Regions from separate parts of the Mus musculus genome. Here all the other regions are linked to region 2. The links are chromatin contacts, called in public Hi-C maps. All regions are on one chromosome and are shown on one strand. Each heading gives the region's core, a stretch centred on a gene start, on an enhancer-like site or on the middle of the called end of the contact. The rest is flanking DNA. Distances are from core to core; before and after follow the strand shown. Region 1 has its middle 38 kb from the start of Prickle2. Region 2 has its middle 57 kb from the start of Gm38862. Region 3 overlaps Prickle2 (prickle planar cell polarity protein 2).

Region 1 (2,700 bases), core at 137-2,636, 400 kb after region 2:
CGCACCAATGGCCACCAATTAAAGGCAAAGTCCAAATACCTATAGAGACAGCTCTGAAACTGAGATTGACACAGGAATACTGTTTGAGGGGGCCAATTATTTTATTATTCACACTTGGAACCTTTAGGAATTTTCTGTGACACCGTCTGTCTATAAAATTGTAAGAGTAAATGGAAGTGTGAGAGGCTTCAAACGGTAGGCTTTCTTTAGGCAGCAAATAGGTGAAGGGGAATTTGTATGGAACACACACACACACACACACACACACACACACACACTGTGGCTTTGTTCTGCCTTACAAATACAAGGTGAAGAAATGTTTAAAGAATTCTGCTTGAGGCAGTGTGTGTGTGTGTGGTGGTAGTGGGGCTGGGAGCAAATAAGACTGCCCATCACATCTAGTCCCCTCCATGTGCTGAGCTCTGCTGGGCAGGAGTTGGGGTGGGGGGCATCCCTTAGGAAAGTCTAGCCCCGCCCTCAATTCACAAAACCTGCTGAGCACAAAACCTAACAATACTTATAGATTTTTCCTTTCTCTTATGTTTCTTCCTTTCAAACTCAAATGCACCAAAACCTTGTTGTAAACCAGACTATAAATGGTGAGCACAGTCTATTTTAATTTAAGCCCAAGGGGTCCCCGGGGATATGTAGATTTTTGAACTTAGATAGATACGTTACAGAGCTGCATTGCTAACAGCATGGCCAGTAGCCAAACATGCTTATTTAGATTTAAGTTCATTGTAACTGAAAATTTAAATTCAGTTCTTCAATTTCACAACCTAGGTACCAAGCACTCTTAAAGTCACCCGTGGCCAGGATTTGTCTAGTGTACAGCACACAGCGAGCGAACACTCTATGCTATGGATGGTGCTTATAGAAAACACACTGTTAGGGTCCACAAATGGTATCTGCTTACTGTGAAAACATTTAGCTGTGGAAACTTCAGAGAAGCTAAATAACTCACTCACTATCACACAGCAAATGTGTGATGTAAAGCCAGACTCCACAGCCTTTCCTTATATAAGCTGGTGATGCTACCTTCCACAGCCATCTCCCCAAGAGAAAGAAAACACTACCATGGGCAAGGAGCTACTTGGGGAGCCGGCATTTGTTGCTGACACGCATTTAGAGTCAGATAGGCTGGAGCACAATTCCATTTGTGTGTCTGCCTGGGTGACCCAGGCCGTGAGTGTCATTCTAACTCCGAGTGTGTGTAACTCGGGGGCACCTAATGAGGATTAAACGAGAAAACACCAGATGCACTTGCGCAGAATCTAACGCGCAGAAGCTGCCCAGTAAAGTGCACGTGATTCTGATTTCCCTGCGAATTCTTTTCTACCTGGTAAACCCCAAAGTGCCAGACTTGCCTTGCGCCTGGCAAAGCACATTTCTGAGTCTTGCTCGCCCCCTGATGGTCATTTCCCCCACTTTGGTCCTTTGGTAGCACAGAGGAGCTGTGAAAGAGCCAGGTGGAGGAAGGGAGACTGGGACCTTGAAACCTCAGGAGAAACTTAAATATTCTAACCTCCTTACAGACGCCACAGCCTTTACTGCCAGGCAGAGGAAGGAGGTGAACTGGTTTGGTCTCTATTTTCTGTATGGTCTAATGGCCGTGGTCCCAAGGTGTCTAGGGGCTGGCTTACCCACAAACGTGAGATAGCATTACTTAATCTCCCACCTGATGCTGATCGCAAGTTCCACTTCCTGCCCACATCAGCATAAAAGGCACGTTGAATTTTCCACCAAAATAGGTTTACAGTGGTCCATGCACTTCCTGTTGTCGGATACCATCTTAGTACAAGCTTCCATCCCTGTTCCCCATGCTGGGGCGTTGCCTACTTCCCTGGCCTGTTGTCTTCAGAAGGCAGTAGAGCAATGGTTCCACATCTGTAGCCCTTCGATCACCCTAGGAATTGTCCAAGAACTAACGGAGCTAATCCTCAACTAAAGATGTCTTGAAGATGCCAGGCAGAAGGAAGAGTCCCAGTATTCATGGTTCCTTAAGATTCTAGATGGTTCATCTGTCCAGATGGCTAGATAATCGCTCAACTTCTAGACCAGACTAGAAGCTCTGGAAGCCCCACAGACCACTGAGGCTCACCTGTAGTTTCTGATTTAGTGATCATGAGAATTCCCATTCCTCACAAACCCCCAAGTGCTGCTGTTGGCCTGAAGACCGCACTACAAACCTGCAGTGGTAGCTGAACCTGTGGCTCGGTGGTATAGCACCTGCCTAGGACACACAAAGCCCTGGGTCCTATCCCCAATACCACAGTAAATAAAAATAAAAAACAAAACCTTAAAAATTCACATCTTGTGCCTCATGGTCTACCAGGCAGTATATTGCCCAGCTGGTCTTGTAGTTTTTCACTTCCTCTGCTCCAGCCCCACCCTTGTCTCCTGCCTGCCATTGTCCACCTAGAGATTTTGACACCAGCTACTCTCTTGGCCAGATGAATCCATCTATAGCTTTGCCGACTGGGTACCCATTGGCTTGTGAGACTCATAAGAGGCCACATCCTTTGGAATGCCTTCCCTGACTGCCCTATTCAATATGTGCCTCCCCTTTCTCTGTCCTAATATTCTTTTCCTCACCAGCCTTATTTCTTTTACTGAAATTATTTTACAAATCTGTTCACATAGAACACATTTTCCAGTTCCTAGATTTCTAGGCTTCTGAGTGCAGAGGCTTCATCTTGA
Region 2 (2,700 bases), core at 94-2,593:
CCTCTGGCAAACGAAGGAAGATTGCAGCTGCATTTTAGTTTAGAATCGATCTTGACACTGGGACCTGGGTGGGTTTTGTCCCACCCTTCTGAGCACTTTGTGCGAACTCAAGGCATTGCTTCGTCCCCTTCACTGAGACCAAGAGCATGGTTTTTAAGGCAGATAATCAGATGACCAATTTGGAAAGGGAAAGTGGGAATAAAGGGAGGATAATGACTATGATGCCTATTAGGGCTGTCACTAGGTATAACTTTATTTTCCCAAACATGCAGTGTTCCTTGAATTAATGACGGAGGTATGCGCTGATAAGCTAATTGGAAATTGCAAAAATCAGCAAGCCAAAGAGGGCACTTAATGCCCTAAACTCATAGAGCCTCTTAATTAATCCACACAGCACAGCACAGCACAGAGCATTGTTGATTTATTTCTCACAGTTTGACAGGTGGCTACATCTGAAGCTCGCCACTGCCCAGCATCGGGAACAATGAATAACTGCATGTCACTGTGGGCCCTGAAAGAAAGCCACAATGAAAAGACCCGAGCGAGGAATGATTTCTAATGTTTTTGTTGCATCATAAGATCCAAAAATCAAAATCTGAGGATTCCCGTGTCTGACCTTTTTATGCTGGGGATCCTTCTGTGTACCGAAAGCAAGCAGCTCCTATAGAGATGCGGATTTTCTCCCACACTGCCCCTCACTGCCACAAACACCAAAACATTTAACAGGTGGAGCACTTTGTGAATGGGAGCAGAAATCAAAGCCAGAGGGATCCTTCCTACTTCTTACTAAGGGACTTTTAGACCTAATAAAAAAAGGTTTAAAATTAAAGAATAACGCAAAACTTGCAAATCTGAAACTATATATATATATATATATATTTTTTTTTTTCTTGTTAAAAAGAGAGAAAGAGATGCAGGCTGGAGAGTGAGCTCAGTCTATGAAGTGCTTGCCTCATTATCATAAGGACTTGAATCAGATCCTCAGAATCCCCATTAAGCAGACACCAGGCATGGTGGTACGTGCATATAATCTCTATGCGGGGAGGCTAAGCCAGGTATCCTCAGGGCCATCCAGCGTAGCCTTCTTTATGCCTCCATTGCGGCGAGAGAAGTCTGTTCCAAAACTAAGATGGACGGTGCCTGAGGAATAACACTCCAAGCTGTCCTCTAGCACCCACAAGCACGAATAAACATATGCTCTTGCATACATATGAGCATGCACACACAAAACAAATAACTCTATTTTTAAAAAGCTCCCATAACTCAGGGCACGAGGCTGTATGTATACCAGTGTCCTCATATTCATCCAAGCAGGGGGTGGTAAGGGGAGGATGGGAAGGAACAGCCTGTAAAGCCACGCCAGAATACAAAGCCAGCCTACAAATAGTAAAAAGGGAGGAAGTGCTTCTTCAAAGGCCAGGGCTGCTGGCAACTCCACAGGAACAGGGCTGTGTGAATGTAAATGGATATTCCCTTATGATAGGGATGTAGATATTGACTGTAGTTGTATTCTGTCTTAACAATAACTAATCTCACCAGGTCTAACTCTGTGGACAGTGAATCTTGAATCACAAGGTTTAGGCAGGCTCAGGAAGTTCCCATAGCTTTTTATGAACTGAAGTCCAAAGGGCTCTCTAACAGGCTGGAGCAGGGGAAACACAGTGCTGACAGATATTGCCCTTTTCCCCCTTCCCCTCTCTCTTGTTAAAAACCACTAGAGTATATTCGTAAAGCCACCCCATGGCCTGTTCTTTTATTTGGCTACTGACTCACTCCTGAGACAAAATGTGAAGGTACAACAATCGAAATTCATTATTTGGTTAACATGTCCAATCAGAATTTACCAACTCACCCTTTCACAGACTCTCCCTGTGGTGGATTGAATATGTTTGGCCCATGGGAGATGGCACTATTAGTAGGTGTGGCCTTATTGGCATAGGTGTGGCCTTGTTGGAGGAAGTGCATCACTGTGGGGGTGGACTTTGTAGCTCTGCCCAGTGCAGAAGAGCCAATCTTCTCCTCTTTGCCTCTGGATCAAGATGTAGAACTCTCAGCTCCTCTAGTGCCATGCCAGCCTGGATGCTGCAATGCTTCCTGCCATGATGATAATGGACTGAACTTCAGAACCAGTAACCCAGCCCTGGTTAAATGTTGTTCTTTATAAGAGTTGCCTTGGTCATGGTGTCTCTTCACAGCAGTGGAAACCTTAACTAAGACAACACCTTTTCTTCCTTAAAAATCCACTCCTGCGGAAAAACACATGCTTGCTGCTGCTACTTGCTATCTGCCTGATCCAGAGGCAGCCCTACACTCCCCCCACCCCCCAATGCCAGTCTTGGGTAATAAATCTCTCTCATGCTGAGAATTTGGTGTCTGGGTGTGTCCTGTATGGATTCTGAGGGGCTACCCTTCCTTACAGTCTTCCTCTAAATCCACACCTATGTTGCAGATTCTTCAGTGTTGATTGGTTAGAACTCTATGGCTGGGATGTTGCAGATCAAGAGATGAATTATTTCAGACTACCTTTAACTTCCTAAATATCCACTCATATCAGACATCTATGTCTGACCTACCTTCTTTTCAGCTATCACATAAAACCTTTGGAATATACCAGCCCCAAAGTTAATGATGTCGACAGGGGGCCAAAGAGATTGCTCAGTGGTTAAGAGCACTGGCTGCTCTTACAAAGGACTTGGTTGG
Region 3 (2,700 bases), core at 108-2,607, 320 kb after region 2:
TGGGGGGTGGGGGGTGGGGGGGTGGTTCTTCTGTGAATCCTCTGAAGGCTGCAGAGCCTCAGGCTGTAGCAGCAGGCTCTCAGTCCCAGCCCTACCTCCATTTTCTCCTTAAGTGATCTCATTCACAGATTTAAATACCATCAATATGCCTGTGCTTCCCAAATTTATGTTTCCCAGCCCAGATCTTCCCTAGCAAACAGCGATTTCATATGGTACAGCTTAATATAGCAACCAGCAGAAAAAAAAATTCTCACTCCTACCATCAGCTAGCTAGCTAGCGCTCTCTCTCTCTCTCTCTCTCTCTCTCTCTCTCTCTCTCTCTCGCCTTCTGGTCACATGGTTTGTAAACCCCAGAAAACCCATTAACTCTGCACCCACTGCCATTTATAACCTCTGTGAACTAGCTGCAAGGTGACTGTTCTACTTTTTTTTTTTTTTTTTCTGTTGCTGTGACAAAAAAACATTCTGATGAAAAGCAACTTAGGGCAAGGAAAGATGCATCTGACTCACGCTTACAGGTCCCAGCCCATCATTAAGAGAAGCCAGCACAGAAACTCAAGCAGCAGCTTGAGACAGACACCACAGAGGGACAGACACTCCTTGCTGATTGGCTCCTTTGTACTTAGCTCTCTTTCCTGTACAGCCTGAACCACCTGTCTAGGGATGGTTCCGCCCACAGTGGTCTGGCCCTTCCTACGCCAGTCAATCAAGACAATCTTTACAGACAGTCTATGGGTCAGCCTGATCTAGGCAGTCCCTCCACTGCAGCTTTCCTCTCAGGTGACTTCAGAGGCTAACCAGGAGAGGGACCAAGCTGTGCCTGTATTTACTTCAGAGGCATTTAGACTGTGGCTTTTCACTCCAGCATCTGTCCAACTTCTATCAAGTAGCTCCTGGGACCTGGTACTGGGTTTAGAGACCTGTGATCCAACACTGGCTAGAAATGCTCAGAACAAATCTGTTGGCTGACTGATGCCTCAGAGAATAAGACTCCCGTTTGGTAAAAATGCCCACCAAGGTTGGCATACCTGGCGGTTGCCAGGTAACTGTGGGGTGGAGTTTAGACAGAATGCTAACAAAGGCTGCTGTGTAAGCGTGAAGACAAGAGTTTGATCCCCCAAGCCCATGAAATAAAATACAAAAGCTGAGCATGTAACATGTACTTGTGACTCCAGAGACAAAGACAGGCAGATCCTTGGGGCTCACTGCCAGGCAGCCTGGCCTTATTGGTAAGCCCCAGGTTCCCAAGAGACACACTCCAAAAAAACCAAGGTGGACCACTCCTGAGTTTGTGTTTTGTATTCTGGGAATGAGCAGAAGCGCATGGGAGCTGGCCAGGCTTGCAGAACCAGGACCGTAGCTCCTATTGCAACATTCCTAGGGAGCAGAAGCAGGTTACTGCTAAAATTGGATCAGGCTCAGCACAGTCCTGATGGATAAGCTGACCCAGCTTCAACCTTCTGAGGAGGCATAGGCTCAGCTGGGGGTGGGGGGCGGGACACTAGAAAAGAGTAACAAAGCTCTTTGTCAACAACAGCACCTCCACCCCCCAGACATACCCATTTTCCTAGGAAATCTGTCCTCCAAGCTTCTGTCTCCAATGGAGAGGAAATAGGGGTTTCAAGAGCAATTTACCTGATACTCCCTGTTTTAAAACACATGACCAACTTAAAGCCCAGAGAACCACATAGCAAACCTGTCAGTTTCAGGGTTTCCATCTCCCCATGTGTGAACTGGCAATAGTAAGCAAATCCACTTAATGGGGGATCTGGGCTTATTTAAAGAGTGCATGAAACGGCCTTGGGAGAATGCCTGGCAGGAGAGAGTGAAACACACGTTTGGGATTCATACCCTCCTTCCAGGCTTGCCTCCTCAAGAGGGGACCGAGAAAATCTGACAGACCATGCGACAGTGTCCTTCCTATTCTGCATATGGAACAAAGCAAATAGGGGTTGCTTCTCTAAAATTAACCCCTTTCTATCTTTGAGCTAGAGAAACTAGACCTAACAGTTGTAGCAGGGGACAAGAAGGGAAGGAGGGCGCGGGGGACTCTTCACTTCAAGAACAAATGGCCTTCTTTAAACAAAAGGTGGGCTGAGGGGGGCAGCAAGGGATTTGCCTCTCTTATGAAGCCAGGCTAATTACTTTTCTGTAGGTTTTTCAATTAAATAAGCTCAGGGCCAAGGACACCTCGCCATATGTAGGAGACTGCCCTCTGCTGTGGGTTTTCATTACTGCAGGAAGTTTGGGTGTTTGGATTTTTCAGGTCCAGGAATTAATTCTAGGACTGTTGCCAGGAGAGGATGCTGGCCTATTCAACTCTGCCCTCTGCCCTCCAAAGAGAAAAAAGAACCCCCCAGTGTTTGCAATCAAAGGAAGAAATGTTTGGGGAGCATCCCAGACCAGAGGATGTTGTTAAGAACAAAACTACTCACACCCCTAATGACTCAGCCTTAAGGCCAGGGAAAGGCTCTCATGAACAAAGGCAGGGCAACTGTGGAACCATCCCTAAGGCTCATGCACACAGCAAGCTGTTACTCAATACCAGGTGGTGACCTGGAGGAATCGGCAAAAGGAAGCTCAAGTGATCAGAGTAGACTCACGATACACATCCCCTGTCCCTGGAGGGAAGTCTGGGGAAGGCCTGACAGGCAGGGAGAAAATTCATGACTCTGGCTTGTTGTGTATGGAAGATGGGGC

The links. A called contact is a pair of places that touch in the nucleus more often than the background predicts.
Region 1: a Hi-C map of cortical neurons shows a contact between it and region 2, with 1.6 times the contacts expected there. The contact joins two enhancer-like sites. A contact is called at or near these places in 4 of 484 Hi-C or Micro-C datasets (cerebral cortex, cortical neurons and nephron progenitors) and 1 of 115 datasets of contacts at active chromatin or transcription factors (embryonic basal ganglia).
Region 3: a Hi-C map of cerebral cortex shows a contact between it and region 2, with 2.6 times the contacts expected there. The contact joins two enhancer-like sites. A contact is called at or near these places in 2 of 15 datasets of contacts at CTCF or cohesin (both in the NIH/3T3 cell line), 3 of 484 Hi-C or Micro-C datasets (cerebral cortex, cortical neurons and embryonic fibroblasts) and 4 of 115 datasets of contacts at active chromatin or transcription factors (astrocytes, embryonic basal ganglia and embryonic stem cells).

Annotation. Positions count from the first base shown.
Region 1 is chr6:92,742,420-92,745,119 of GRCm38.p6, forward strand. No RefSeq gene overlaps it. Among named protein-coding and RNA genes, the nearest start is that of Prickle2, 38 kb to the left of the region's middle. Within about 2 kb of position 1,387, at least 17 of the 459 cell types and tissues checked have an H3K27ac peak or open chromatin away from gene starts, as enhancers often do. A contact at or near this core is called in cerebral cortex and cortical neurons, where this site is marked.
Region 2 is chr6:92,346,503-92,349,202 of GRCm38.p6, forward strand. No RefSeq gene overlaps it. Among named protein-coding and RNA genes, the nearest start is that of Gm38862, 57 kb to the right of the region's middle. Within about 2 kb of position 1,344, at least 9 of the 459 cell types and tissues checked have an H3K27ac peak or open chromatin away from gene starts, as enhancers often do. A contact at or near this core is called in cerebral cortex and cortical neurons, where this site is marked.
Region 3 is chr6:92,663,449-92,666,148 of GRCm38.p6, forward strand. All of the region lies in intron 2 of Prickle2 (prickle planar cell polarity protein 2), which reads right to left. Among named protein-coding and RNA genes, the nearest start is that of Prickle2, 41 kb to the right of the region's middle. Within about 2 kb of position 1,358, at least 57 of the 459 cell types and tissues checked have an H3K27ac peak or open chromatin away from gene starts, as enhancers often do. A contact at or near this core is called in cerebral cortex and cortical neurons, where this site is marked.